Linked DNA regions of Capra hircus: region 2 is linked to region 1. The links are chromatin contacts, called in public Hi-C maps. All regions are on one chromosome and are shown on one strand. The core of a region is the stretch at or near the end of the contact, and the rest is flanking DNA. Distances in the headings are between cores, read along the strand shown. Region 1 overlaps LRP8 (low-density lipoprotein receptor-related protein 8). Region 2 has its middle 47 kb from the start of DMRTB1.

Evidence for each region. Hi-C and Micro-C count contacts between places; a contact is called where the count stands out from the background.
Region 2: a contact with region 1 is called in a Hi-C map of liver, with 6 times the contacts expected there. The contact joins two enhancer-like sites. A contact is called at or near these places in 3 of 5 Hi-C or Micro-C datasets (blood and liver).

Annotation. Positions count from the first base shown.
Region 1 is chr3:27,846,393-27,853,216 of ARS1.2, forward strand. LRP8 (low-density lipoprotein receptor-related protein 8) reads right to left here. Exons shown (of 18, transcript XM_018044342.1): 5 at 5,832-5,954; 6 at 1,738-1,857; 7 at 1,537-1,662. Among named protein-coding and RNA genes, the nearest start is that of MAGOH, 34 kb to the left of the region's middle. Within about 2 kb of position 2,904, at least 1 of the 5 cell types and tissues checked has an H3K27ac peak or open chromatin away from gene starts, as enhancers often do.
Region 2 is chr3:27,969,708-27,977,137 of ARS1.2, forward strand. No RefSeq gene overlaps it. Among named protein-coding and RNA genes, the nearest start is that of DMRTB1, 47 kb to the right of the region's middle. Within about 2 kb of position 4,419, at least 1 of the 5 cell types and tissues checked has an H3K27ac peak or open chromatin away from gene starts, as enhancers often do.

The DNA.
Region 1 (6,824 bases), core at 1,654-4,153:
CCCTGTTTGTTTACGACTGGAGTTTTTGTGGAACTGCACTTTAGATATTGATATGTGGGGGTTGTATATACGTGGGCCATTGTGTGTTGTCTCCACTGCAAGTATATAGTCTCTGTTACACGTCACACCTGTCCTAGGTGGGGAAGGAACTGGTTGCAAGCTACATGTGATGTGCTAATGTATGTGCTGTACATCGTACAGTTTGGGTGCTGTGTGTTTCAGGTTTGCCGGCTATATATCAATTATTGTAGCTGCTTTTGTGCATCTGAATTCCAGGTTCATATATCTAACAGCCTACACAATACTTCCACTGAGATGTCTAAACAGTTTTGTTAAATTTAACATGTCCAAATTAATCCAATATTCTCCCAAACCCGCTTTTACCATCTTTCCCAATGCCTTAAATAGCAATCCCATTTTTTCATTTGGTTAAAAACCTCATGGTCATCTTTGACTCCTTTTTTCAGTTTCACATCCTACATTCAATTCATAAGAAAATCCTGTTGCTTCAAAATAAATCCTGACCTTGAAAATATATTCACATTGTCTACTTTTCATTATCTCCATGCAACACCCTGGTTTAATCCACCATCCCTTCTCTCCGGGCTGACTGCAAGGACCTCTGCAGCAGTTACCCAGCTTCCTCCCCTGCCCCTGACAGTCTGTTCTCCACACAGCCGCTAGAGGGAGCTGGTTAAATTGGAAGGCACCCTGTCCCTTTACTCTGAATCGACCAAAGCTTCCTTCCCCCTGACTGATGGTGAGAGTCAGCCCTTTACAATAGTCAAGAAGGCCTTTATGATCGCCCCAAGTCACCTTGTGGGCTTCATCTCCTCCTACTCGCTTCGCTCCAGCTGCACTGGCTTCCTCTTCGTTATCTCAGCACAGCAGGCATGCTGCTATCTTTGGTTCCTGCAGGTCACGCATGGCTCACCCCTTCTCCTCCTTCAGGTCTTTATGCAAATGTCACCCTCTCAGTAAGGGCTTTCTTGACCACTCTAAAACCGTAAGCCACTGCCCCCTTGGACTGCTCTATTTATATTTCTCCTGAACCCTAATCACTGTCTGCCATGCACTGAACTTTATTTCATGTTTTGATTTCCTGTCTCACCCACTAGAGTGTAAATCCTATAAGGACAGAGATTTGAATCTGCTTTGCTTACTGTTGAGTCTCTAGTGTCTACAACAATGTTAGGTGTTCAGTGTAAACAAATGAATAAAACAAGTGAATTCTATCGGCTGACCTGAAGATCAACGTCAGGTCTGCACACAGCTCTTTGTGTGGGTTGCCTATGCCATGTGTGGCCGGCATGGTCCAGCTTAGATCTGCCATGTGAGTGCAGTCTCTGGGTGGCTCTGTGCAGGGTCAGTGTTGTGTGCACGGTTGCACTGTGTGTGTGCTATATATGGCAACTTCCTATCTGAGTGTGTGAGGGGGTGTGTGTGCACACTCACTCCTCGCATGTCAAGCACGCTGCTTCCTGGACTCCCTCAGAGTTGCTCCCCTGCCCCCCACCTTGTAGTGTCCATACTGACCAACGGCCTTGCAGTTCTTGGTCAGTGTGTCCATCTCGTAGCCAGGGTGGCACTCGCATTTAAAGTAGCCCTTGTAATTGACACAGATCTGGCTGCAGGCATCTGGGTCCTCGCACTCATCGATGTCTGTGGGGAGGAGCAGAGGTCAGAACCAGCAGGAGGAGCTGCCTCTGCTTGAGGGGCTGGGGTGGGGGTGCTCACCACCACAGGTCTTCTGGTCCAGGAGCTGGTAGCCTGCAGGGCACGTGCACTCAAAGCCAATCTTAAGGTCGGTACAGATGTGGGAACAGCCGCCATTGTTATGCAGACACTCGTTCAGGCCTGGGGAGGGACATGGGCTCCTGAGGGTCCAGGAATTGAGACTGGGGTGGGGGAGGGACACGGATGGGCCTGGAGCTGAAGCAGAGACTCAGGACAGCCTCAGCCTCCCCCAGAGCCTCATCGAGCCTCAGCCTCGTTAGCCAGGTGACTGGGCAAGAGGAGGCTCACAGAGGGTCCTTGCTTAAGGCCAGACACACAGACAGGACAGGGTGGAACCAGAACTCGGGTCCTTTGCCTCCCAGGCCAGGACTCTGTCCATCACCAGCCTGGAAGCAGCCAGGCTGCCTAAGGTCTTTCCTTTCACAAACACATTTCTTATGTCTCCTTCCTCATGACCTCAGTAAGCATGTGCCATGTCCAACCCTCAAGTACCTTAAGAATCCCCCGTGAAATGCCCTTGCTTAACCACCTCCAGTCTCAGGAAGCCCACTTCCCCCCGAGGCAGCTGGTGCCACGCAGGGTTGGCCAGAGTCCAATGGCTCCCTCAGCATTTCCTTAAAGCACTGATTCCTGGTCCCCTGCCTTTCACATGTCTTTCTCTGGATGCACTCCATCTGTCCATGCCCCTCTCTGGACGGGGCCCAGAGCTAGTCTGCCACCCAGAGGGGTCTGAACTACAAGGGCTGCCCTCTACTGAGCTTGTGGTTATTTAAGACTGCCAGGCCTCTATCTCCATGGCACTGTTGCTAAATCAGTTCTCTCCCACTGCGAACTATGGTGGACTTTTTCCCCCTCCTCCCCTCTCAGCACCTGTCCCTATTCCTACACTTGGTCACAAGTCTGGTCCCAAGATTACCGACTGCTGCAAGGGATGAAGGGATCTGGTTCCCCCATCCTCCACACCCTCACCATGTCTGGCAGGGTCCTAGTGGAGGTCAGAGAGGCCAGGACCAAGGCTCACCAAGTTCTCACAGCATCTTCTGGGCTTTAGAATCACAGAAGGTTAACTCTTCAAGCCAGGGGAAGGTGCCGTGCCACCCTCTGCCCATTAGACCCCTGCCCCACCACTTCAGCCAAGCCAAGCAGAGCTGTGCCGAGCCAGCCAGGGCCATGCACACAGCCGGTCTGAGCTTCCCACCCCAGGCCATGCATAGCTGTGGGTGCCCCCCCCCTCCAGCCTGAGCCATGCTGGGGGAATGTTCCCCTTTACCCCTGGGCCGCCTTCTGTTTCTCTGGGATGTTGGCAGAACTGAAAGAACAAGACCACGGCAACCCCATGACTGGTGGGCTGGGGGTGACTTGGCCAGGCCCACCACTGGGAAGCCCCAGCCCCTTGGGGTGGGCTGGTTTCTGGAGGGCACCACCTCCAGGAATCTCCCCGTCACTCCCAGCCCTCCCTGACCTCTCCCATAGCACACTGCATACTACTGCCTCAGCGCCGTCCATCACTTGTTCACCTGCTCACTCATGGCCTCAGTCACCATCACTCACTTCCTCCCTCTCCTTCTGCAGGAGCTGCAGTTCAACCACTGTATTTACTGAGCACTGGGTGGAGCGGGAGGTGCCAGATGGCTCTGATGGGGGAAGGGGAGAGTGCCACGTGACTTAGGCTTCCATGAAAGACAAAGGCACAGAGGCCTCCAGGGTTGGGGTGAGTCAGGGTCAGAGAACGGGTAGAGGGTCCCTCAGCCCTGGAGAGCCAGCAGGGAGGCAGAAGAGGGGAGTCTCTGGGCCTTCCCAGTTTGGTCTACCCTGGAGGTGAGTCTGCGGGGGGCCTGCAGTGGGGGGAGGGAGGGAAAGTGGTCCAGAGAGGCCCGAGGGGCATTTGGGGTCCCCGCGGAAGGAAGGGGCAGTGCCCCAGCACCGGTGCACGCCTGCATGCACACACGCCAGCTCACATGCGCAGGCGCATTCTCACAGACAGGCAGCCACACAGAGACACGTGACGCAACTCCCTTGCCTTCCTCCGAGGAGGAGTCACGGATACAGACACTGGTCTCTCACCAGCACAGAGACACAAACACATGCGTACATACGTCTCTTTGGAGTGTCATGCAAAAGACAAGAGAGAAGAGGGTTCAGCAGGTTAGTAGTCTCCGGTAGGGCGCCTAGGCTCGGATGTTCCTGCCGCCCTATCCTCTTTTCCATGACTTCCTTCTTCTGGGACTTTTCAGGGCAGAGGCTGGGGGGAGTCTGTCACCTGCAAGCTCAGACGAAGGCCCAGTGACCTTCTCCCAGCTTCTCTTCCTCTCCGAAATCAATTTCCCAATTCTCAACAGGGGCAAAAGTGTGCTGTTTCAGGAAGCTCAAGGGAATGATCTGCTCTGAAGACCCAGGAGGGAGGGTGCTGGGTGGAAACGGGCCTGCCAAGAAGGCAGGGGAGGGAGGATCTGACCTAGGCTCTGTCCACTCAGGTGTTCTCTGTCCAAGCTGCTGACCTCAGAAATGAACCTTCCTAGAGCCCACCCTGAGTTTCCCACAAGCTCTTGGTGATGTCCGCCCACCTGCAATCCAGACTCTCCTGCTCCTTTTAGCTGGGAACCGGGCCCGACAGCTCTGGCTGTCAGGGCAGCCACCTCCTTGCATTCCTTGCTTGGGTCCAGCCTGTGAGTCTGGTCTCCCAGAAAGTTCCTCAGGGCACAGGACGGTGCCACCCTCTGCTGCTGGGTCTGCCCTATCCTTACCCAGGCCTGGCTTGAGCCCAGTGACCTTCATCTGTGCCTCGTCTGGCCACCCGCTGGCTGTTCCCCACCTCTTCCACTGCAGGGTCCCCTGCTGTGGGGGCTGGAAGGCCTCAGAGGCCAGGGCCCTGGCTAGGACAGCAGGGCAGAAACAATGAGAAAGAGAGAAAGTTCCCAAGTGAGCACACACTCAGAGGTCTGAATCTGAAACAACTGAAGAGAGGCTGTGTTTACGAGAGGAAGCACAATTTTGAGCATTTGGAAAGGAAAGGCCCTTAGATTTGCAGAAACACAGAACAAGAGGCCCCAAAGGCAAAGAGCCCCTTCTGAGACCACGGGACAGCACATGTGCAGAGGGGCGGGTGAGGGCTATGGCCTGAGGGCCGGGAGGGGGTGTCACGGGGGGTTGGTCCAGCAGCCGGACGGAGACAGGTACTGTACCACACTCTTTCAGAGGCTCATCCGACCAGTCCCGGCAGTCCCTCTGAGCATCACACACTTTCCTGCCGTCCACGCACTCGCCACTCTTACACTGAAATCTGCGGGGACCCTCACATGTTGACTCTGTCGGGCCGGACAAGAGAGTGGACAGCACCTGTGAGACCTTAGGCAGGGAGGGTTGGGGTGGGCTGGGCCTGTGGGAGGTGAGGAGAGCTCCAGACTCAGCCCCCACCGGCCTCCAGTCGGTGGCCCAGGATTGACAGCTGAATACAGGGCTGGTGGGAGCTCTGTTCACAGGACAGGACCTCAAGGATAACCAGGATCATGGAGGTGGGCAGGGTGTGGGAGTCTACATCTGAACTACCAGCATTAGGGACCTTGGAGGGAAATGCAGCCCCTCTACAGACACCCTGAGGGCTGCAGGGACCATCTCCCGAGGGGGCCTATGCTCCAGGGGTCCTAGACTGGGGAGGCCACCTCACCGCCCAATCCTTGATCCACTTCTCCAGATGACCAGGGGCTCAGGGTCCCTACTCCTGCAGGGTGATGACAGAGAGCCACCTGAGAATTAAGGGGGCCCCTGGGGAGCAGGATCCTGCCTCTGCCCAGCCCAGGAACCAGTTAGTGAAGCTGCTTGTAGGTGCAGATGGAGACAAAGGGTGGGGGCTGGATCTCCGCAGTGCCTTCACACCCCTCCCCCAGGCCTCTTTCAGCTTCTGCGAAGTCCTTAGGCTCCAGTTCTAGTGCCACGTGGACCCGCAGGGAGGGGCTCTGGGTGGTTTAGGGACAAGTAATACTCTGGGGGAAGAGGCATCATAAGGGCCCAGGGGTGGTGTCTCCCAACTCCGCTCTCTCCAGGGAGCCAGGGGAAAGCTCAGCCGGTGCCGTCCCCTTGCCACTGACCACACTCACCCTGCAGGCAGCCAGTTTCATCACTCCCGTCTGGACAGTCCTGCTCCTGGTTGCAGCGCTTGATGGCAGGCACACAAGTCCCATCCCCGCACTGGAACTCATCTCCACGGCAGGTGCCTAGTGCTGCCAGGGGAGGGTGAGCAGAGAGGGTCAGCGCCCTCAGGTGCTGGGAAAGCTCTGCTCCCCCACCTCCAGCCCCACCTCCACTCCACATCCACCCCGGGCAAGAACAGAACCAGTCGCTGAGCTTGGGAGTCTTCGGAGGACACCTGGCCAAGGCACAAGATGGGGAGACTGAAGCTCAGAGAGGGGGAAGGCCTCACCCAGGGTTACACAGCACTCTGGCAGGCAAAGCCAGCACTAAAACTCAGGTCTCCTGTTTCCCTCTCTACCGGCTCTCCCCAGGGCCACCCCTCCGGAACAGACACATGAACTTCTTTGGAATCTCAGTGCTCATTACTTAATGACCTCACCCTTTCAGCAAACCCTTCCTCAGTGCCCAGGATGTAGGGGTGGGGGGCACAGATTACTAAGAGCCTCCCCTTCCTCTAAGACCTCAAGGGTGCAGAGCAGGGCTGAGGGGCAAAGGAGATCATTGTGTGGATGTGTTGACAAGGTGGCCAGGAACCTGCAGGAGCTCAGGGGAACCCAGCCGAGCAGGGCCCATCAGAGGAAACTGAGAGAAGCCTTGAAGGATGAGCAGGCCCAGGAGGTAGGGAAAGGTCGGGTGGGGGCTCTTCTTTAGTGTACCAAGGTGTCTGGCATTGGAACCAGTGGGTGACTGCTTGGGCCAGGGAAGGCAGAGGTGGGAAGTATGACAGGGGCAGGGGCGCATCCCGGAGGGTCACAGGTACCTGTGAACACCCTGAGCTCCGCAGCTTAGCAGCCATGTGACCACACACACTTCACGTTTCCCCAGTTCTGTCGCCCCCGTTAAACCAAGACTAGGGTCGGAGTAGGGCGAGAAGAGGCGGCCCCCTCTGCGGACCGTGG
Region 2 (7,430 bases), core at 3,169-5,668, 120 kb after region 1:
TCACATCCATTGAGTCAATGATGTCATCCAACCATCTCATCCTCTGTCTTCCCCTTCTCCTCCCACCTTCAATCATTCCCAGCATCAGGGTCTTTTCAAATGAGTCACTTCTTCACATCAGGTGGCCAAAGTATTGGAGTTTCAAATTAGAAGACATCACACCTGCTAGGAGTTCCATTATGTCAGCTCCCAGGCAATACCGTCAATTTGACTCACTAGCTCCTGGTGATTAGAAGACTGTCTGCTCCCTTTCTCCATCTAAGACCTTTATTGCGGCACTCCAAATACTCTCCAGCGTGTTTGGAGTCACTTAATCTTGTTTGGGCAGGGCAGTGTCTGGAACCCAGGCGGGGGTGGACAAGGAGAGAGGAAAGGTGACTCCAGTCATCTTTAGAGTAACACTAGCAGACCCTGTGGTCTAGGGGTTCAGGGACAGGGACAAGCCTAGTCCCACTCCTACCTGCAGTTTTATCAGAGAAGCTTGGGAGCCAAGGTAAATGGGTGAAAAATTAGCCAGATTCAAGGGCTTGGAGTTGGAAAGGACTGAGGAAGAACAAAGTGGACAGATCTGAGAACTTAGCAGACGGCCTCAAAGGCACACTGGACGAAAAATTGGATTGGCATGGTGGTGGTGGGAAGGGGACAAAGAGAGAGGACTGAGGATGAGCCAGGGAGTCAGAGTCACGCTGTTCCCCAAGGCAGAGAGCATAAAGAGAAAGAGAGGGTGTGTGCAGACACCGGCTTCCAGCTTTGGAAAAGTGTGGTTTAGCTGCCTGTGGCATTCGGGCACTCATCCAGTGGGATGCTGGCCGTGTGGGTCTGAGCAGGCACTGTGGTAGTCACAGAAGGAGCATCTGGGCTCCTTGAAAATAGAGCTGTCGGCCAGGGATGGGGATAAGAGAACAGGGGAGCCAGTGCCAGGCGCCGAGGGGCATCTATGGTAAGGGAAGACCAAGGTTCTTGAAAAAGAAAAGGAAAGCCAGTGGCCTGATTCCGTGCCAGCTCCTTCCTGGCTGGGACTTGAGACAGCATAAGGGAGAGAAGGGGAGTGGAGAGGACTCTGGCCCTGAAATTAGAGGCCCTCTCAGAGGTGCCAGACAAAGTGCCCACCCCAAGGAACAAGACAACCTGGTGTCCTAATGTCCCGATCTGATTTTTTTTTTTTTTTTGGTAAGAAGTTGGATGCAATTCCTCACTATAGTCATCAGCCCTTCTGTTTTTTCCTTTTTCATTTATTCATTCATCCTGCAAGTGTGATGGGGATACTGACCTCCCATCACATGCCAAGCATAGGCTGGTGCTGGGGATACACTGGGGACTGAATCAGACACAGTTCATGAGGACACGCCAGGGACTGAATCAGACATGGTTCCTGCCCTAGACGGGCTGACGGCAGCCAGGCTAATGAGGGGACTGGCAAGGACTCTGGCGGGGCCCTCTGGAGTTGTCGTCTCCTAACCGTTTCCTCACTGTCTCCGTCATTTCATCCTTCCTTGCTGTGGGTGCCCCTTGGCGCCTGGCCCCGGCTGCCCTGTCCTCCTCTCCCCCTCTTTAGGCAATGGCTCCCCTCTCAGGGCTCCCAGACGCTCCTCCCGCTGACTACCTCGGTACCTGCTCAGAACCACATGGCCAGGAGCCACTGGACAAGTGCTGGATGCCGTAGGCACCCAAACCAAACGTTTGCAAAGTAGGAACCTGATGTCTTTGTGTGTAACCTCTCTTCCTCCTGGTTCTCTCTGCCTCGGTGAACGGCATGATCCTGGCCCCCTGGCTCATCCTCACTCCTCTTTCTCCCTCTCCCAACAAATCCAGTCCACTTAGGGAGTCCCATAGGAGAAGCCTGCTAAGTTCTTCTTGGATCTGTCCACTTCTCTCTTCCTATTACCTATACAACTTCAGGCTCTTATATCTGACTTGTTCCCTCCCATTCCCCACCTACATTCCTTTGGCCTTAAACTTCCCTAATGTGTAGCAGAGAGGAGATTTTTAATTGCAAGTGACCTAAAGCTAACTCAAATTGGCATGAGCAAAAAAAAAAAAAAAGAATTTCTTGGCTCATATAACTAAAAAGTTCAGCTGTGGCTTCAGGCCTAGCTGAATCCTGGAGACTGAATGATGTCAATAGGACCCAGTCTCTCTGCTTTGTTTATTTTCATTAACCAGTATACGGTTTAGGATGACCTCACTTTTCTCACTTCATCAGGCCTAGAAGAAAGAGATTCCTTTCTTCCCTACAGACATAACAGAGTCCACTGACTGTCATGGGCCCCACACCCATCCCTAAGCTAGTCACCGGGGCACAGGTGTGTGCAGTGTTCTGAGCATGTGTGGGTCACAAGCTCACCCTTGAGGTCAGACATGCAGCTGAACACTATCTAAACCAAATAGACTGCAAGTAAGGGAAGGAAAGTTCCTCCAGGAAAATCCATGTCTCTGTCAGGGTGGGTAAGAAGGATGTGAAGTTGATGTCAACCCTGCTTTAGACAGGAAAGCCTAGCAAAGGACAGGAAATCATAAAAAGGTTTGCTGAGCAAAAACAGTGTTAATTATAGTCATTTACATAACACATTTTCTATTTCTGCCCGATTATCCCCCTATACAATCGCCTTCACACGTGTCTTTGAGTAGGTGTGGGATTCACTCTGTGTATGTGGTATTTAATCACAGTGCTGAACTCTGGTCATATGATGCTTATCTGCACAGTGCACTGCGTGCTCCTGAGCAAGGCTGCCTGCTTTCACCCTAAAATAACCGAAGCAGGTCTCCCCCCAGCCCCACAGTACCCTCCGCCCCCACGGGGTGGTTCTGGGATAACCTCGGAACTGACTTTAGGATGAACTTGACCTGAACCCTTGACCAGAGCCCGAACTGCCACTGCAGGTGTCCTGAGAGTAGGGCTCCAAGATTCTGATACTCCTACTGGCGTGAAGAGCCCCTGGGAGTGATGGTTGACTGGGCTCTAAGAAATGGCTCTGGTGATTGCTCTGGGAACCTCTTCCAATCACCCCCTGCCCCAGCCCTAACCCTGAGATTGTCTATCCCCCTTCCTCAATGAAAAAGCTTCTCCTGGTGGGGTCTTTTCAAGGATCCCTTACTCCAAAAGACTAGGCTTGGTCTAGGGTTTCAGGTGCAGAAGGGCTTGTCTGAACACGATTTTCTGAAGACATTTCACCATCTAGATTTTAGGGGGAAGAGGAAGAGCATAAACACTAATTTTGAGTCTATGCAGAATATAATTCCTGGGTGATCCTGTGGTCGAGTCCAAAGTCATCTGTCCTGGGGCGCCCCCTCCTGGCCGTCATTATGAATGCCGTCCAGCTAAGCTCGGGCTTCCGCTGTGTGGACAGAGGCTCAGGAGGGCAGATGGAGAACTGCTCTGTTCTTCAGTCCCGAGGCCTTCCAGGCCCGCGAGGAAGTCCTGGGTGTGGGCAGGCAGTACCCCAGAAACCTGTGACTGGCATTTTCTCCTCTCCCTCTTCAGCAGGCAGAGTGGCTCCAGCCTGGACCTGCCACAGGATGACTGGGAGTCTCTTCATCGTCTGCTCACCTGCGAGGCAGGGTCTGCACACACTCACGGCTGCGGGGTGTTGTCTGAGGTGGGCAGCAGGGCTGCACATAGTTCACAAAGCGCTTCTGTAGCTGTTGCTCAAGACAGTGCTCACACAAGCACGCTGTAAGAGCCACGGGCACACGTGTGTACCAAGTCGCTTCAGTCGTGTCCGACTCTTTGTGACTCTATGGACTGGAGCCCATCAGGCTCCCCTGTCCATGGGATTCTCCAGGCAAGAATACTGGAGTGGGTTGCCACGCCCTCTTCCAGGGGATCTGCCTGACCCAGGGATCAAACCCGAGTCTCTTATGTCTCCTGCAATGGCAGGCGGGTTCTTTACCACCTGGGAAGCTGTAAGAGCCACATACACCCTGAATGTGTTGGTGTGGCTCATGTATTGATAAGTCACCTGTCACGGGGACTTCTCTGTACAGTGGACGTCTGATTATGTTGCTCTCCTGGGGCCTGGCCGTTCATTGCCTTAGGAGAGTCCAAAGTCCAGGAGGCTCCTAAGCCTTCAAGACCTGGGAGGGCCCTCGCGGGTGGCCTCACGCCTTATTCTCCAGGAAGAACTGGTCACTGCCTGCTCTGAGCCTCCCTACACCATGCTGAGCTGCCTCCTGCCTGCCCTGACTCAGGGTGGTCCCCTGGACTCTTCCTTCCTCCCCGCTTCTCAGCCGTGGCCCCGCTTAGCCTGAATGTCGTCTCTACCAGGAAGCCCCTCTCACCTTCTGTCAGGGCCAGTCCATCCTTGGCTCCCGCAGCTGGGGATTCCCTCTGTCCAGCCTGACATAACTGTGTGCAGCTGGCCCTGCCAGCCCCATCCGAGTCTGAGCCCCTCCAGGGAAGGGCCTGGCGTCCAGGACAGGCTCAGCGTGGGGTGGGGGAAAGGAAGCAGGCTGTCCTCAGGAACCTAGCCAGGACAACATCTAGCTGGCAACCTGCTGGGCAGGAGCCAGGGACCTGCTGGGCAGAAGCCAGGGACCTGCCACTTGCCTTATCTGTGAGAGCTGTAGTCAGAGATGCCCCTCCTGGGGGAACTGTCTCTAGACTCATTCAATCACACGGTGAGTACCAGTGGCTGTGGAGCATGGGGAGGGCTCCCTAGAGAGCGGCCCCTCCCCAAAGACACTGAAGGGACCCCGCCCGCCTGCACGAAGGCAGTGATTGGGACCCAGCAACAGCCGGTGGCTGCTACCCTCATTCACTCACTCATTCATTCACTAATTTTTTTTTTTCAGTGATCAGCTGTGTAGAGGTATAATTCACAAACAATACAGCTTATCTATTTGACATAGTCTGAGAAATTCTGATAAAGTGTAGCTACCACCCCGTAAGAAACAGGGCATTTCCGTTCTCCCCTAAAGTTCCCTGGTGACCCTTTGTGGTTCATGCCCTCCACTCCCAGCCCTGGCCACACTAGTTCCCCTGACTCTCTCCTTATAGCTTTTCCTTTTCCAGAGTATCATAGAAATGAAATCATACAGTGTGTGTCCTGATATTGGCTTCTTTCAGACGTTGTTTTTGAGATTCATCACTGTTGTTGCGTGTGTTGATGGGTCACTACTTTTTATGCTGAGTTGTATTCTGTGATGAAGATGTGTTAGTTCAACCCAAGCCCCATTTGAAGGACCACCCAACCTCCTTCCCTCTTAAGGAAGAATAATTAAAGGTCTTAAAGCACTGTGTGGATGTGGTTCTGGGAGAGAAGGGGTGGCAGGGCCCCTTCCAAAGGGGACGGTCAGGACAGGCCCCCACTCCTAAGAGCTTCTCTAACCAGGTCATTGTCGCCATTCCCAGCGGGGCTGGGGCAATGATTTTTTTTCCTGGCTGCATTCCCAGATCTGATGAAGAGCTTTCCCCAACTGAAGTCTTTTGAGCAGCACATTCATTTAATTTTCTCTGTGTGGATGTTCTTTTTTTCAGCAGGCAGGTATTAAAGGTTATGAAAAAGCGGCCTCCGCTCTCCTGGATTATGCCTGCTCCTCCTGAGCGGGGCAGAGAAAGTGGGGCGTCAGCTGGGACAGCCAACATGTGAGGACCCCTGCTTGTCCCAATGAGCAGCAGTTGCATGGGTCCGCTTCTTTCTCTGGCGGGGGTGGCCTTGGTGGGAAAGCCCCTCCACCCACAGTGATAACGTGTGGCCCTGGGGGAGTCGGGACCATGTGGATGAGATGAAGAGTCAAAATGAGAGAGACAGAGAGAGAGAGATGCAGAGCCCTGGCTTGGGCCAGCTGTGTCCTCAACAGGAGACCTGGCTTCTCAGGGCCTAAGTTCTGGGGGCCTGAGTAGGAGGGGACTCACAGTTCTTAGTTGTAGCGAAGCTAGCACCATAAAGACCCAGTTCAGGTCCCAGTATATATTCACTGAGGGACCCTGGCCAAGTCATTTAGCTCCTCTAGACTCAGTCTCTGCATTTGTAAAATGTGAGGTCACGCAAATGTCCTTTGAGCAGAAAAACAGAGGCATCACCCCATACCTCCTGCTTGGCCCTGCCCTTACTCCTTTTTTCTGAACATCATTAAAATGGTGATAACAGGCACCCCCACCCACACATCAATTTGGTGTCCCTTGGCCCATATCCCTTTAGGGATTAGGGAGTCAATACTCTGAAAAGCCAAAGTTTAGATGACTGGTGCATTAACAAGACTGTGTGTGTGCCAAGTTGCTCCAGCCGTGTCCACTCTGTGACACCCTATGGACTGCAGCCTGCCAGACTCCTCTGTCCATGGGATTCTCCAGGCAAGAATACTGGAGTGGGTTGCCGTGCCCACCTCCAGGGGAATCTTCCCGACCCAGGGATCGAACCTGAGTCTCTCAGGTCTGCCTGCATTGGCAGGCAGGTTCTTTACCACTAGCGCCACCTGGGAAGCCCCATTAACAAGAATACTCCTCTATTAATTCTCTTGCTGGCATCTCAACTCTCTCTCCTCTCCTTGACCGTGCATGCAAGACTGTGAGCAAGCGACTTAACCTCTTTCTGCCTCAGTTTTCTCATCTGTAAAATAGGGAAAATCCTAACACTAACCTTCATAGGACTTCTGTGAGTATTCAATAAGATAGTCATAAAATGTGCAGTGTTTCAAATGTTGCCTCAGACAAGGCAAGCACTCAGTACAAGCTTGCGGCAGTGGTGGTGATGATGGTGGCGGCGGCGGTGGTGAGGGGTTTGTCCTTCCAAGACAAGGCCTGCCCCATCATGCGGCTACCTACACCTGGCCTGCTGTGCAAGGCTGGAGGACTGGCCACCGGCCACAATGCAGCTATCCCTCTATCTGTCGCTGCCCCGGTGCAGCCTCTGACCAGCCTCCCCGCACCATACGGCTAGTCTCTCCCTCCACTGGGGATGGTGGGTTTGATGATGGACTCACACCCTTCAAAATTAAAAGGACTTCGGTATGTATTCTAAAAGCCGAAAACCCAACTAACAAAACGTTTTTGATGTTTTAACCCCTCAATGTCATGGTTGTCTTTGCTCTGGATCAGTACTAACTTCCTTTCTTATCGAGCATAGTTGAATTTCCTTTCCAATTATGTTTAATTATATTGTGTTTATTTTACCTCCTGCTCTTAAAACGCATGTTTAGAACACTTTTCAAACAGTTAAAATTTGTTTGCTTGTGAGAAAAGACCTCCCTCTCTTGGGGGATCCCAAAACAGTTTCTGGGAAGCTGGTGAGGGTGGATCTCCATCTGGACTCATGAATAAAAGAGACCTGGAAAAATCGGGGTGCTGAGGTCTGAGGCGGGCCCATCTCTGTGCCCAGTGTACGTCTCTTTTTTTCCTGCACAAACGCACTTCCGGGAACCATGTCATACCCCACAGCATCCCGGTTGCCAGGTAATACTCGCCACACAGAAGGCTCCTGGGGAAAGTGTGA